2 separate regions of the Sus scrofa genome follow, and region 1 is linked to region 2. The links are chromatin contacts, called in public HiChIP or PLAC-seq maps. All regions are on one chromosome and are shown on one strand. The core of a region is the stretch at or near the end of the contact, and the rest is flanking DNA. Distances in the headings are between cores, read along the strand shown. Region 1 holds the start of BLOC1S4 (biogenesis of lysosome-related organelles complex 1 subunit 4). Region 2 overlaps KIAA0232.

Region 1 (6,000 bases), core at 664-3,163, 130 kb after region 2:
TTCAAATATATATATCAGAATTGCAACTTCAGAGTTAGCTGCAATAAATCAATACATTTTCTCAGAAGTTGTGTAATTTCCTTCAATTTCTAATCTGTTATATGGAAAGTTTAATAAAATTTTAAATAATTTACCATCTCAAGTAAAAGTAGGGACACAGCTGAAATGAATCTGACTAGAAACCATGAGGTTGTGGGTTCAATCCCTCACCTTGCTCAGTGGGTTAAGGATCTGGGGTTGCCGTGAGCTGTGGTGTAAGTTGCAGATGTGGCTTGGATCTGGTGTTGTTATGGCTGTGGTGTAGGCCAGCAGCTGTAGCTCCGATTAGACCCCTAGCCTGGGAACCTCCGTATGTCAAGGGTGTGGCCTTAAAAAAAGCAAAATAATAATAATAATAATAAAGTAAGAGTTCCCATCATGGCTCAGCAATTAACGAACCTGACTAGTATCCATGAGGACTCAGGTTTGATCCCTGGCCTTACTCGGTGGGTTGAGGATCCCGACGTTGCCGTGAGCTGCGGTGTAGGTCGCAGATGCCACTCAGATCTGCTGTTGCTGTGGCTCTGGCAGGCCATCGGCTACAGCTCAGACTGGACCCCTAGCCTGGGAACCTCCATATGCTGCAGGTGTGACCCTAAAAAGACAAATAACAATAATAATAATAATAATAAAGTAAAAGTAAGCTATGGAAAACTGAATCACTATTGGGATCAAATTAACAAGGCTTTAAAGGCTCAGTTTTCTTAAGTGTATACAAGTATGCAAATCTTGAAAAGATATTACTATTAGTTGAGCCGTAAAATAAATAAGTTCTGCCACAGTGCATACATAAATTCATTTATTTTGCTTCCTGGTCCCTACCCGCACAAACCCCACACCAAGTAGCTTTCAAGTCTGAACTGGAAGACATAGAAAATCATGTATCCTGGAGTTCCCTGGTGGCTCGGCAGGTTAAGGATCTGGTGTTGTCACTGCTATAGTTTAAGCCACTGCTGTGGCACAGGTTCTTCTCCTGACCCCAGAACTAACGCATGCCACAGGGCAGAAAAGAAAAAAGAAAAAGAAAATCTTATATCCTATGTGAGATGAAGACGTGAGAAATGAAGTGTGCAAAAAATTACTTGAAAATTCCAAACTCCAACATCGTGCATGTCTATTAACAGCACTTTCAATTGATAATTTCAGACCGCGTCCTCTTGCAGCGCTGTGCGGCAGACTCACACCTGAGGTCTTTCGCTGCAACAGGGAAAGTGGTCTTCTGTCCGAAACACGACGGGGGGCTCGTATCCCGTCAGCTGGGATTTGCTGGAGGGCGCCTTGTTGAAGAAGGACGGCACGTTAATTGTGTGCAGGAGTTTCCGGAATGTACTAGGGAAAGTCCCCAGCTCGGCCTCCGCCCTGGCGACATGCTCCTCCATCCTGGCCACGCTGGCGCCGATCATCCCCACGAAGGCCTCGAGCCGGTCGATCTTGCTGTAGACCCGACGCATCTCGGTGGCCTTAGCGTAAATGCGAGGCACGCCTTCGCTAACCACGTGGGAGGAGTCGCCGCGCAGCATGTCGAGCATACCCACAAACTCGTCCACCCTGGTGAGCAGATCCTCCAGGCTCGCGTCCAAGGCCTCGACCTCGGGGCGCGCCCCGGCGCTGGGCAGCAAGCAGGTGGCGTAGCCGGCGGCTGCGCGGCGCAGCAGCGGCAGGTCCCGGCCCGGCGCGCCCAGCTCGGGACCCTCGTCCTCCCACGGCCCAGAGGCGCTGCTGTGGCTCTGGGACACGTTGCCGCTGTCCCCGCTCCAAGAAGCTACCTGGGGATCCGCCTCCTCTGCCGCTGGCACCTCCAGCGGCCGCAGGCACCCAACCGGGTCACCCTCCATGGCGCGCGACGCCCAGACTTCCACCCACTTCCGGTCTCAGCGCGCATGCGCACGCATGGCACGCAGCCACACTTCCGGCCTCCACGCGCGCACTTTGCGCCGCGCAATCCCCTTGTTTCTGGTCCCTTGCCCGCCGCAGGCACGTGCGCGCGCCCGCGCCACCTCCGCTTGCAGCGGCCGGAGCACTCAGGCCCCGCGTATACGTTCATGCTCAGAACCCTTTTTTATATTTTTGATGCTGCGCCTGCATATAGAAGGTCCCCCGCTAACAGTCAAATCAGAGCTGCAACTGGGACCTGTGCGACAGCCATAGCAACACGGATCTGGGCGGCATCTTCGACCTACATGGCGACTTACGGCAACACTGGATACTTAACTCACGGAGCAAGGCTAGGAATCACACCTGCATCCTTTTGGTTTTTTTTAATTATTTTTATTTTTATTTTATTTTATTTTTCAAACCTGCATCCTTACAGAGACAAGGATAGGTCCTTAACCCACTGAGTCACAACGGGAACTCTCAGAACCCTTTTTAAAAATATGAAAGTATAACGAATACAATAAATGAATCTTAAATGTACACATGGATGGAATTCTCGCTGTGGTGCAGTGGGTTAAGGGCTTGGCTTTGTCTCTGCAGTGGCAGGTGTTCAATCCCTGGCCCAAGCACTGCGTTAAGAATCCAGTGTTGCTTTCTCATAGCTTGGATTCGATCCTGGCACAGGAACTTCCATATGCAGTAGGTATAGTTTAAAAAAAAAAAAGTACACATTTATTGTTTTGTTCATATCCATACAACCATGTAACCTCCAACCAGGTCAAAATATAATACTGAGGCACAAGGTGGGTAGGCTCCAGGTTAGACTTTTACAGCCAGCCTCCTGTTTATTCTTTGAGATAGACTAGGAACAATGAGGTTGCGGATTTGATCCCTGGCCTCAAACAGTCGGTTAAGGATCTGGGTGCTGCCCTGAGCTGTGGTGTAGGTTGCAGATGCGGCTCGGACCTGGCATTGCTGTGGCTGTGGAGTAGGCTGGCAACAACGGCTCCAATTCAACCCCTAGCCTGGGAACCTCCATATGCCGAAGGTGTAGCCCTGAAAAGACAAAAAATAAAAAAATTTTAAAAATAACAACAGAACAGAGTAAATAAATGGACTTTGTCTCCTGTGGACATTTTTTTTTTGTCTTTTCTAGGGCTGCTCCCATGGCACATGGAGTTCCCAGGCTAGGGGTCTAATTGGAGCTGCAGCCACTGGCCTACGCCAGAGCCACAGCAACACGGGATCCGAGCCACGTCTGCAACCCACACCACAGCTCGCGGCAACGCCAGATCGCCAACCCACTGAGCAAGGCCAAGAATCGACCCCGAAATCTTACGGTTCCTAGTCAGAGTCGCCAAACACTGTGCCACGATGGGAACTCCTCCTGTGGGCACTTTTAAGCAAAGGTAGTGGCAGGGCCAGACCAGAGAACAGCTAATTCCTGCTTGGGCAAACATCGAAAGGTCACATACTTCCCATGCTCAGGGTTAGGGAGACCCCAACATCACATGTGCATCAAGACCATGAGGGGTCAGGAAGGAAGGGGATGCTAGGCCATAATAACTTGTGCTAACCGTCCCATAAGCACTTGCGCTGGAACCCATTTTGACTAAAAGATGGGCACACATTGAGGAGGGCCCTGGCTCTGATCAGGTGTGAGAAATAAAAACAAAATTGGCCAAAGGAAAACAAAGACTCAGAAGAACTGCTCCATATATGTGATTTAAATCACCCCTCTGCCACCTTCCCACACTTCTTTGGCTGTGTATTACTGCCTTGCTTCTGTCTTAAATAAACTGCTTCTCTGTGTGTTCTCCCACATGTTTCGCTGTGCGTTTAACAAACTTTGTAACTTTGGATCCGGCGTCTCTGTGAGCTGTGGTGTAGGTTGCAGACTCAGCTCGGATCCTGAGTTGCTGTGGCTCTGGTGTAGGCTGGTGGCTGCAGCTCTGATTAGACCCCTAGCCTGGGAACCTCCATATGCTGCAGGGGCGGCCCCAGAAAAGGCAAAAAGACAAAAAAAAAATTCACACTAATGGCCCAGCAATTCATCTTCTGAAATGGTACACTAAAGAAAAAAGTCTAAAAGAAGAAGAGAAAATAACTCTATGTAGAAAGATGTTCACAGTCGTTTGGAAATAATGCACATGGCCCACCAGAATACTGTTAGGTATTAGGACACATGCATAAAGTGAAATATTCTGTAGGCCTTAAAGGAATGTGACTCACTAGAAATGGAAAAGGCAATTCACTGAAAAATGATCAGCCAGCTTTGTGGTTAATGTGATTAAAGTAATAAAGATACACCATTTTTCATTCTTCAAAAAAATAAAATAAACTTTATAACTTTTTTACAGTTTTTGCCTCCTCCAAACATTCTTGCTTTTGGAGTTCCCATCATGGCTCAGTGGTTAACAAATCCAACTAGGAACCATGAGGTTACAGGTTCAATCCCAGGCCTTGCTCAGTGGGTTAAGGATCTGGTGTTTAATGAACTTTGTAACTTTGGATCCGGCATTTCCGTGAGCTGTGGTGTAGGTCGCACCACAGCAATGACAATGTCAGATCCTTAAATTAAGCACTAGGGAACTCCTGTATAACGTGCCTTAAAATGAAGAAGATTCCTAGGAAATGCCCCCAGTCTATCCTCTATCCTGTGTACCACTAGCTCTGTGGATGCTATTTTATTCGAATTCATTGCACTACATTTGCCAAGCCCCCATCTCCGCTGGCACCAAGCTAGCTGCTGTACATAAGCCTGCAGTCCTCACAACCCTCAGCAAGGAAAATGCCTCACCCAGTAACAGGCGAACGTGAGGGCCAGAGGGAGGAAGGCACGGAGAGGGCTTGAGACCAGGGCCGAGGGGACAGACTTCCTGCTCTGCCCGCTGCTCAAGGCACCCCAAGGCCCTGGGTCTTCTTTAGGAGGGCCGGGCGGGGGTCTCTGAGACCCCGTTCACGTGATGTGGGTGAGCCAGCACCAAGGGCCAAGGACCACCACAGTGCAGATCCACAAATCACCAGCAGGGGGCACCGGCAAACCAGCCCTGGCACCTACCAACTGAAGAGTAAACAAATACCAATACCTCAGAAGCGAGGCCCGGGAAGTTTGTACCCAGACGGCCACCAGGGTCTAGGAAGCTCTGACTGTGCCAGGCACTGGGCAGGGCATGGAGGAAACGGCCACAAGGCTTTTGGGTGCTCCTGAGCTTGGTGCTCCTCCAACTTTGCTGGCTTGGGCATCAGCTGGAGGCCCAGCTTGTTCAAGGGCCTGAGCCCCTACTTTTACCACGTTTCCTGGTGGTTCTGATGTAACTCGTTTGAGAATTCCTGGCTCATCCACTGGTTCTCAAAATGTGACCCTCGGATCCCTTGCGTGGTGCAGAGCGTTCAGCCAGCAGCAGTGTTTAAAGTTTTGAGTTCAAAAAGAAATTAAATTGCATCTAAGTTAGAAGGACAATGGAGTTCCCGTCGTGGCTCAGTGGTTAACGAATCCAACTAGGAGCCATGAGGTTGTGGGTTCGATTCCTGGCCTTGCTCAGCGGGTTTAAGGATCCGGTGCTGCCGTGAGCTGTGGTGTAGGCCGGTGGCTACAGCTCTGCTTTGATCCCTAGCCTGGGAACCTCCATATGCCACGGGAGCGGCCCTAGAAAAGACAAACACACACACACACACACACACACACACACACACACACACACGAAGGACATTCACATTTTTTTTTTTTTTGGTGGTACCTACACATGTGGAAGTTCCCAGCCAGGTTCTAACCCCATCCCCACCCCCCCAGCGGTGGACACGTGGAGACCCAGCAGGCCCCCTGCCCCATGTGGACGCAGAGGGAGAGCCTGGCCCTCAGGGTGGTGGGGAGACAGCTCAGGGGACTCCGCCGAGGGCGCAGCACCAGCCTGGCCCATCACAGGATTCTCCTTTGGACTCGCTGCCTCTCTCCAGGTCTCCTGGATCACCGTGCCGATCACTCGGGGAGCAGGGAAGGGCCAGTTCCACTCTTGCGCTGGGCAATTACTTCCCTCTTGGGCCGAGATTCCAGGGAGGAGAAATGTCCCAAGGGGGATGGATATG
Region 2 (5,715 bases), core at 329-2,828:
CGGATTTCTCGTGCTTGTGTCTCACTTTCACACACTTCATGGACGATTTTGCCTCTCCCTGATTCCCGCTGGAACTCGAGCCTGCCTCGCTAGAGCCGGAAGACCAGGAGCGAGGGCGCAGCTTCCCTTCGGGCTTCTGTCGGATCTGCTTTTTGTACAGAGCGGGCTTGTCTTCGCCGGGGCCGTTTCTCACCCTGTTCTCCTTCTCGTTCGGCCCTCTGCTCTGGGTTTTCTCGTGCGCGCTGCTGGGGACTTCGCTGCTTCTCTCCTTGGTGACCTCGCCTTCGCTGGGGCAGTCCTTGGGGGAGGACGTGTCTGTGCTGGCGGGGGGCGCTGTGGACGATGAGGAGGAGCTGGAGTAAGAACAGACTGCAGACTTGTTCCACACCGTCATGATCTCCTGCAGGCAGACGGGCTTCTCCGAAAGCGGCGGGAACGCTTCATAGTACCTGAAACAAAGAGAACCCAAAAGTGGGCACTCAGACGGCATCGGATACAACAGAACCTCGCCAGCTGGAGAAGTGGGACATTTCATTTCAATACGATGCTTCTATCACCCGTGAATCACTCACTTTAAGAAAATTAATATGATAGTAGAGGCGTTCCCGACCCGGCGCAGTGGAAACAAATCCGAGTAGGAACCATGAAGTTGCGTGACTGATCCCTGGCCTCGCTCAGTGGGTTAAGGATCCTGAGCTGCTGTGAGCTGTGGTGTGGGCTGCAGATGCGGCTCAGATCTGGCGTTGCTGTGCTGTGGTGTAGGCCGGCGGCAATATCTCCTATTGGACCCCTAGCCTGGGAACCTCCATATGTCATGAGCACAGCCCTGAAAAGCAAAAAACAAAAAACAAACAAACAAACAAACCAAAACAACAACAAAAAACCAAACATACGCTTTATATTTAGCTCTATGGATCAAGCACCTCTGTGTTCAACACTGAGAGAAGCACTATAAGAATATTTACAAAACATGCAAGATGACAACTTTTTTTTTTTGGTCTTTCTGCCCTTTCTAGGGCCACTCCCGCGGCATACGGAGGTTCCCAGGCTGGGGGTCGAATCGGAGCTGTAGTTGCCAGCCTACACCACAGCCACAGCCACGTGGGATCCGAGCCGCGTCTGCGACCTACACCACAGCTCACGGCAACGCCGGATCGTTAACCCACTGAGCAAGGCCAGGGATCGAACCCGCAACCTCATGGTTCCTAGTCGCATTCGTTAACCACTGCGCCACGACGGAACTCTGCATGATGACAACTTCTACCTTTAAAGTTTGGATTTTAACTAAGTCACGAACAACAAATATAACATAGTGGAAAGTGTAATATTTTGATATGAAATTTCTGAATTTGAACCTCAGCTCACTTACTAGGTTTGGGACTTTAAGCTAACCCTATCATGCCTCAGTTCATTTCCTCATGACTCACCTCTCCAGGCTGTTCTGAGCACTGGAAACAGACAGAGGTGAAAAGCCGGACAGCAAAGGGATCGACAGCATGAACTCTGAAGCCACACTCTCTGAGTCTGAGTCCTGACCACCGCTCAGGAGCTGGGTGGCCTTAGGCGTGGTCCTTAACCTCTCTGTGGCCCATGAAATGGGGTAATAATCCTATCTACCGCACAGAGGGCTGAGGAATAAAGGAACTAACATGTGAAATGAGTCAGAAGGGCAAGCTCAGTGATTGCTGTCGTCGTATCTGTTCTCAGGAGGCTCACACAAGGCCTTGTGTTAAGCAGGCCCTAGAAATGGCAGGGATCATGGAATTCGAGTGCTCAGAAAAGAGGGGGAGGCCCAGAACAATCAGAGAAAAGGGACTCCAGCTGAGCCGCCAGGGTCCAGAAAAATGTCGCAGTTTGGTGAGTACTAACTGGGAGGCCTGGGAACCTGTGCGAGGACACGACGACATTGGGCCTCGTAAGACCAGCAACTGCTGGAAACACAGGGCGGAGACGCCAGGGAGGTGGCTGCAGAGAGCGTGGAGACGGGAAAGGAGGGCTTTTAGCTTGCTGGGAAACCGGTACCACTGATGATGTCAGAGCAAGGCTGACATCAGAGTCGGGGGGCTGCCAAGGTGGGTGCCGTCATTGTAACGGCGCGTCAAGGTCACCCATGAAGCGCTAAAAGGCTTACACTTGACCCTCTTTTGTCTATACTGTGAGCTCCGTAAGCAATTTTTAAAGTTCTAGGAGTCCCGTTAAAAGCGTAAGAAGAAAACAGGTGAAATTAGTTTCGGTAACATATTTTACCTAACCATTATCATTTTACATGTAATCAACACTGAACATATTAATGTAATGTTTTACTTTTTTTTTTCAACCACATCCACAGCATGAAAGTTCCCAGGCCAGGGATCGAATCTGAGCCACAGCTGGGACCTAAGGCACAGCTACAGCAACACCAGACCCTGGACCCTCTCTGCCACAGCAGGAAGCCCTACATTCTTTTTTATCTGAAGTCTTTGAACTCTGGTGAGGACGACACATACAACCACAGCTCAGTCTGAAACGGCCCCACCCGGCTGGCTGTGGCTACCATGCTAGGCAGCACACCCAGCACAACCAACTGCATGTTATTTTTTCCTTAAAGAACTTCCTAGGAGTCCTGACGATTCAAGTAAAATGTGTAATAGGGAAATCTGCTTACAGGCAACCACTTTAAATATTAACCACTGACAAAAGACAGAAAAGCCTCTTTAGGAAACAAATCTGACAAGGTCCACGACTTGCCCACATTCCCCCTCGTCAGGGGTGGGAAGCTGGCGTCCAGGGACACGTGTCATTTCTCACAACTGTCTCAGGGCACTGCGGTGGAGCCCGAAGCTCGTGTGTGAACGGAGAGTACATCACAATCTCGTTTCGCTCATTCGCTTCACAAACACTGATTCAATATGCGTGCAAAGGATAAAACCGTCTTACTCGTAACCGCTGAACTCTCCGTGTCGAGCACACACAAACTGTTCGGTACATGCTTCCCGGGTTACAGGATATCAAACTAAACAGGAGACGACACACGACGCCTGCAGACCAGGCCGCAGCGTCCAGTCTGCTTTCAGCAAACACCCCTGGCTTGCTGATGCGCTTACGTACATTTCCACTTGGTCCTTGGCTGCAGGGGACAGTTCTGCCTCCGGAGAGGGAGACCCCTCCAACTTTTGTGAATCTTCTCCTCTGTGATGAAACAAGAATTCAGGAACATGTGTCATATCTAGTTAACAAATGCTCATGTTTCAAAAGCTCCTCAAATAAATGTAATCAGAAGTTACACAGGCTTCTGTGGCGTCATTAAAAAGAACGACATACCCCTTCGACCTTTTAATAACAATCTATTTCTTGAGTGCGCCCGAGGGACTTCTCTGGCTAAACCACATTAACCCTGGGCGGAGGGCCGAGGGCGGAGGGCGGGCTCCGGAGGAGGCTCGGGGTCAAGAGACCGCAACCCCCGCGTGCGTGCGTATTCATCGCACCAGAGGAGAGAGCACCTGCTCAGGTCTCCCAAGTATTTTCTCACACGACCCTGCACGCACGGGCGTCACGGCGCCCCGTCGGGACTGACACGAGGCTGCGAGGAAGGTTCTCTCACGAGCTCCGTCGCTCCTTCCGCGAGCGAGGGCCGTGCGTCCACTAAAACAGAAGCGAGGCGGCCCCCGACTGCCCTCGGATCAGGAACCGACCAACTGTGCCTTGAAAAGGAAGGCTCGGGGCCTGGTGGGCAGCAAAACGGCCACGAAGCGGACAAGGACAACAGCCCGCAACACTCAGGGGCTGCAGAAAGAGGGGCAAAGAAGCCGGAGGGGTTCGCAAATGAAAACAAACGCCTCGAGGAGCTTGTCAAGTCTGTCTACCCAAAAACGTCAAGAGTCAAGGCAAAAGTTCCTTCCAAACCCAAAACAATTAGTGGACGCTTTGGGGGGCCTTGAGGTCACCCGGCAAACATGAGTGGGGTGGTGGAGGTGGAGACGGGAAAGAGGAGGGTGCTGCAGTGTGAGGGCGAGCGGAAAGCAACGTCTCCCGTCCAGGAGGGCACCTGCGGGTGGAGGCACCCCCGAGGGCAAGGCTCCGCCTGTGCAGGATGAACGACGGCCGGGGGCGACCCAGGAGCCACTCGCAGGCAGCCGAAGCGACCCTGGCCTGGTGGTACTCGGAATACAAAGGCCTGGCCCTTCTCTTCCCATCCCTTCTAAGATTCCCCCCCGCCCCCCCAACTCCTAGCAGACTCCAACCTCCCAGCAGGGAGCCCCTGGGAAGAGCCGCTGGGAAGAGGGAGGTGTGCGCTCACCTTGCTTGCTCTGAAGGTCTTTCAGCCTGGAGCAAAGCTCCTCCACCAAAGTCTCAATACCCGAGCTCTGGGCGAGAAGAGAAATACACATCAGTTTACTGCCAAAGTACAAAAAGTCAGGTATTTGTATAATTTCGTTTTCATACAAAGTGTTGTGTCTTCCATGTTTCAAAAGAATTACATCATCAATATTTACATGAACTCAAGAGTCTCCAAACTATAGGTTTGTGGATCCAGTTTGGTAAATGTATTCATCAAGTATATTCACTGGTACTTACTTATAAGATGTGAGAATATTAACGCAGCGCCCAGCGTGGCGTCTGTCTTCCGGGAATACAGCATCGTGCTCACGGGGGCAGCCTAGGACCCAAGTGCCAGCTTAAGGCTAAAAGTGTCACTACCAAACCCTATTCAATACCTACATGAGCAAATTTAAAACTGCAAAACCTCGTCATGGTCCTCGGGGAGCTCACGGTACAAAGAAAAAAGGAGATTACATTTCCTCTCTTCTAAAGCAAATGCTCATGACTGGAACAAAAAGAGCAGGTAGGAAACATATGTCATTGCTGGGAGCAAACGGGAACGCTTTCAGGTCGTGAACAGGGTGTTAGCCTCTGTGGAGAACTGGGGTAAAATTTAAGGCGAGGGCACGGAGGTCCAAGACTGGGAGGAGAAGAATAAGAGGCGAACTCCAGAAAAAGGAATGCTGCAAACAGGCTTAGGCAAATCTGTCCGTATGCATATTTTTAAACTTTTAACATTCTCTGCTTCTTACAGGAGAAAAGAATAGTCTTGCACAAGGTACAAGAAAGAGTTCGCATTTTCTAGGAACTTCATATTTATTCAGTGGCCAAAAGTCCTATTTAAATTGGCACTGGGTGTCTCCTGGTGGGCACGACCCGAAAGGATACACAGGACTCTGCTCGCCTGATGCCCTCACAGGGCCTTGAGGGGCTAAAAATAGAACCTCACCCCACTCGCTTCACTCAAAATGACTCAGCACAAGTACTGCGGACACCGGAGACAAGAAATCGTACATTACACAGTTTAGCAGCAAGAAACCGATTACAAAGGAAAAGGCCACCTGTAAACATTGATAGTTACACTCTAGCCACATCGTATCACAGCTTTCAGAGGAGACAGGACAGAAAAGGAAAGGGAAATGGGCCAGAAGAGAGCTGTCCTTCCCTTAAAAACACTGTTACCAACCACGGCAGATACCAGTCATAAACGCAGCTGACCACACAATTCCATCAGAAAGACTCTGCTTACCATCGTGTCCAAGGTGTGACGGGTATGGCCGTTTTATTCCACTTCCTCCAGACCATGAACCTAACACCAGGGTCAGCTGACACGCGGCTGCACGCTGTTCTGTACAGCAAGCCTGTGTCACTGTGTTTCTAAAGCCGGGGCCAGTCTCCAGTGCCGAACGCCCGGCC

The links. HiChIP or PLAC-seq counts read pairs in DNA pulled down with a chosen protein or histone mark.
Region 1: a contact with region 2 is called in an H3K27ac HiChIP or PLAC-seq map of alveolar macrophages. The contact joins the promoter of BLOC1S4 here to the enhancer-like site in region 2. A contact is called at or near these places in 1 of 5 promoter capture datasets (liver), 6 of 47 Hi-C or Micro-C datasets (alveolar macrophages, epiblast stem cells, liver and 3 more) and 2 of 2 datasets of contacts at active chromatin or transcription factors (alveolar macrophages and skeletal muscle).

Annotation. Positions count from the first base shown.
Region 1 is chr8:4,093,877-4,099,876 of Sscrofa11.1, forward strand. BLOC1S4 (biogenesis of lysosome-related organelles complex 1 subunit 4) reads right to left here and starts at 1,914. Exons shown (of 1, transcript XM_003356845.4): 1 at 1-1,914. The coding sequence starts at 1,874. The coding sequence ends at 1,218.
Region 2 is chr8:3,961,498-3,967,212 of Sscrofa11.1, forward strand. It overlaps KIAA0232, which reads right to left. Exons shown (of 13, transcript XM_021100968.1): 5 at 4,277-4,343; 6 at 3,157-3,168; 7 at 3,088-3,154; 8 at 16-449; 9 at 1-13. Among named protein-coding and RNA genes, the nearest start is that of TBC1D14, 46 kb to the left of the region's middle. Within about 2 kb of position 1,579, at least 2 of the 83 cell types and tissues checked have an H3K27ac peak or open chromatin away from gene starts, as enhancers often do. A contact at or near this core is called in alveolar macrophages, where this site is marked.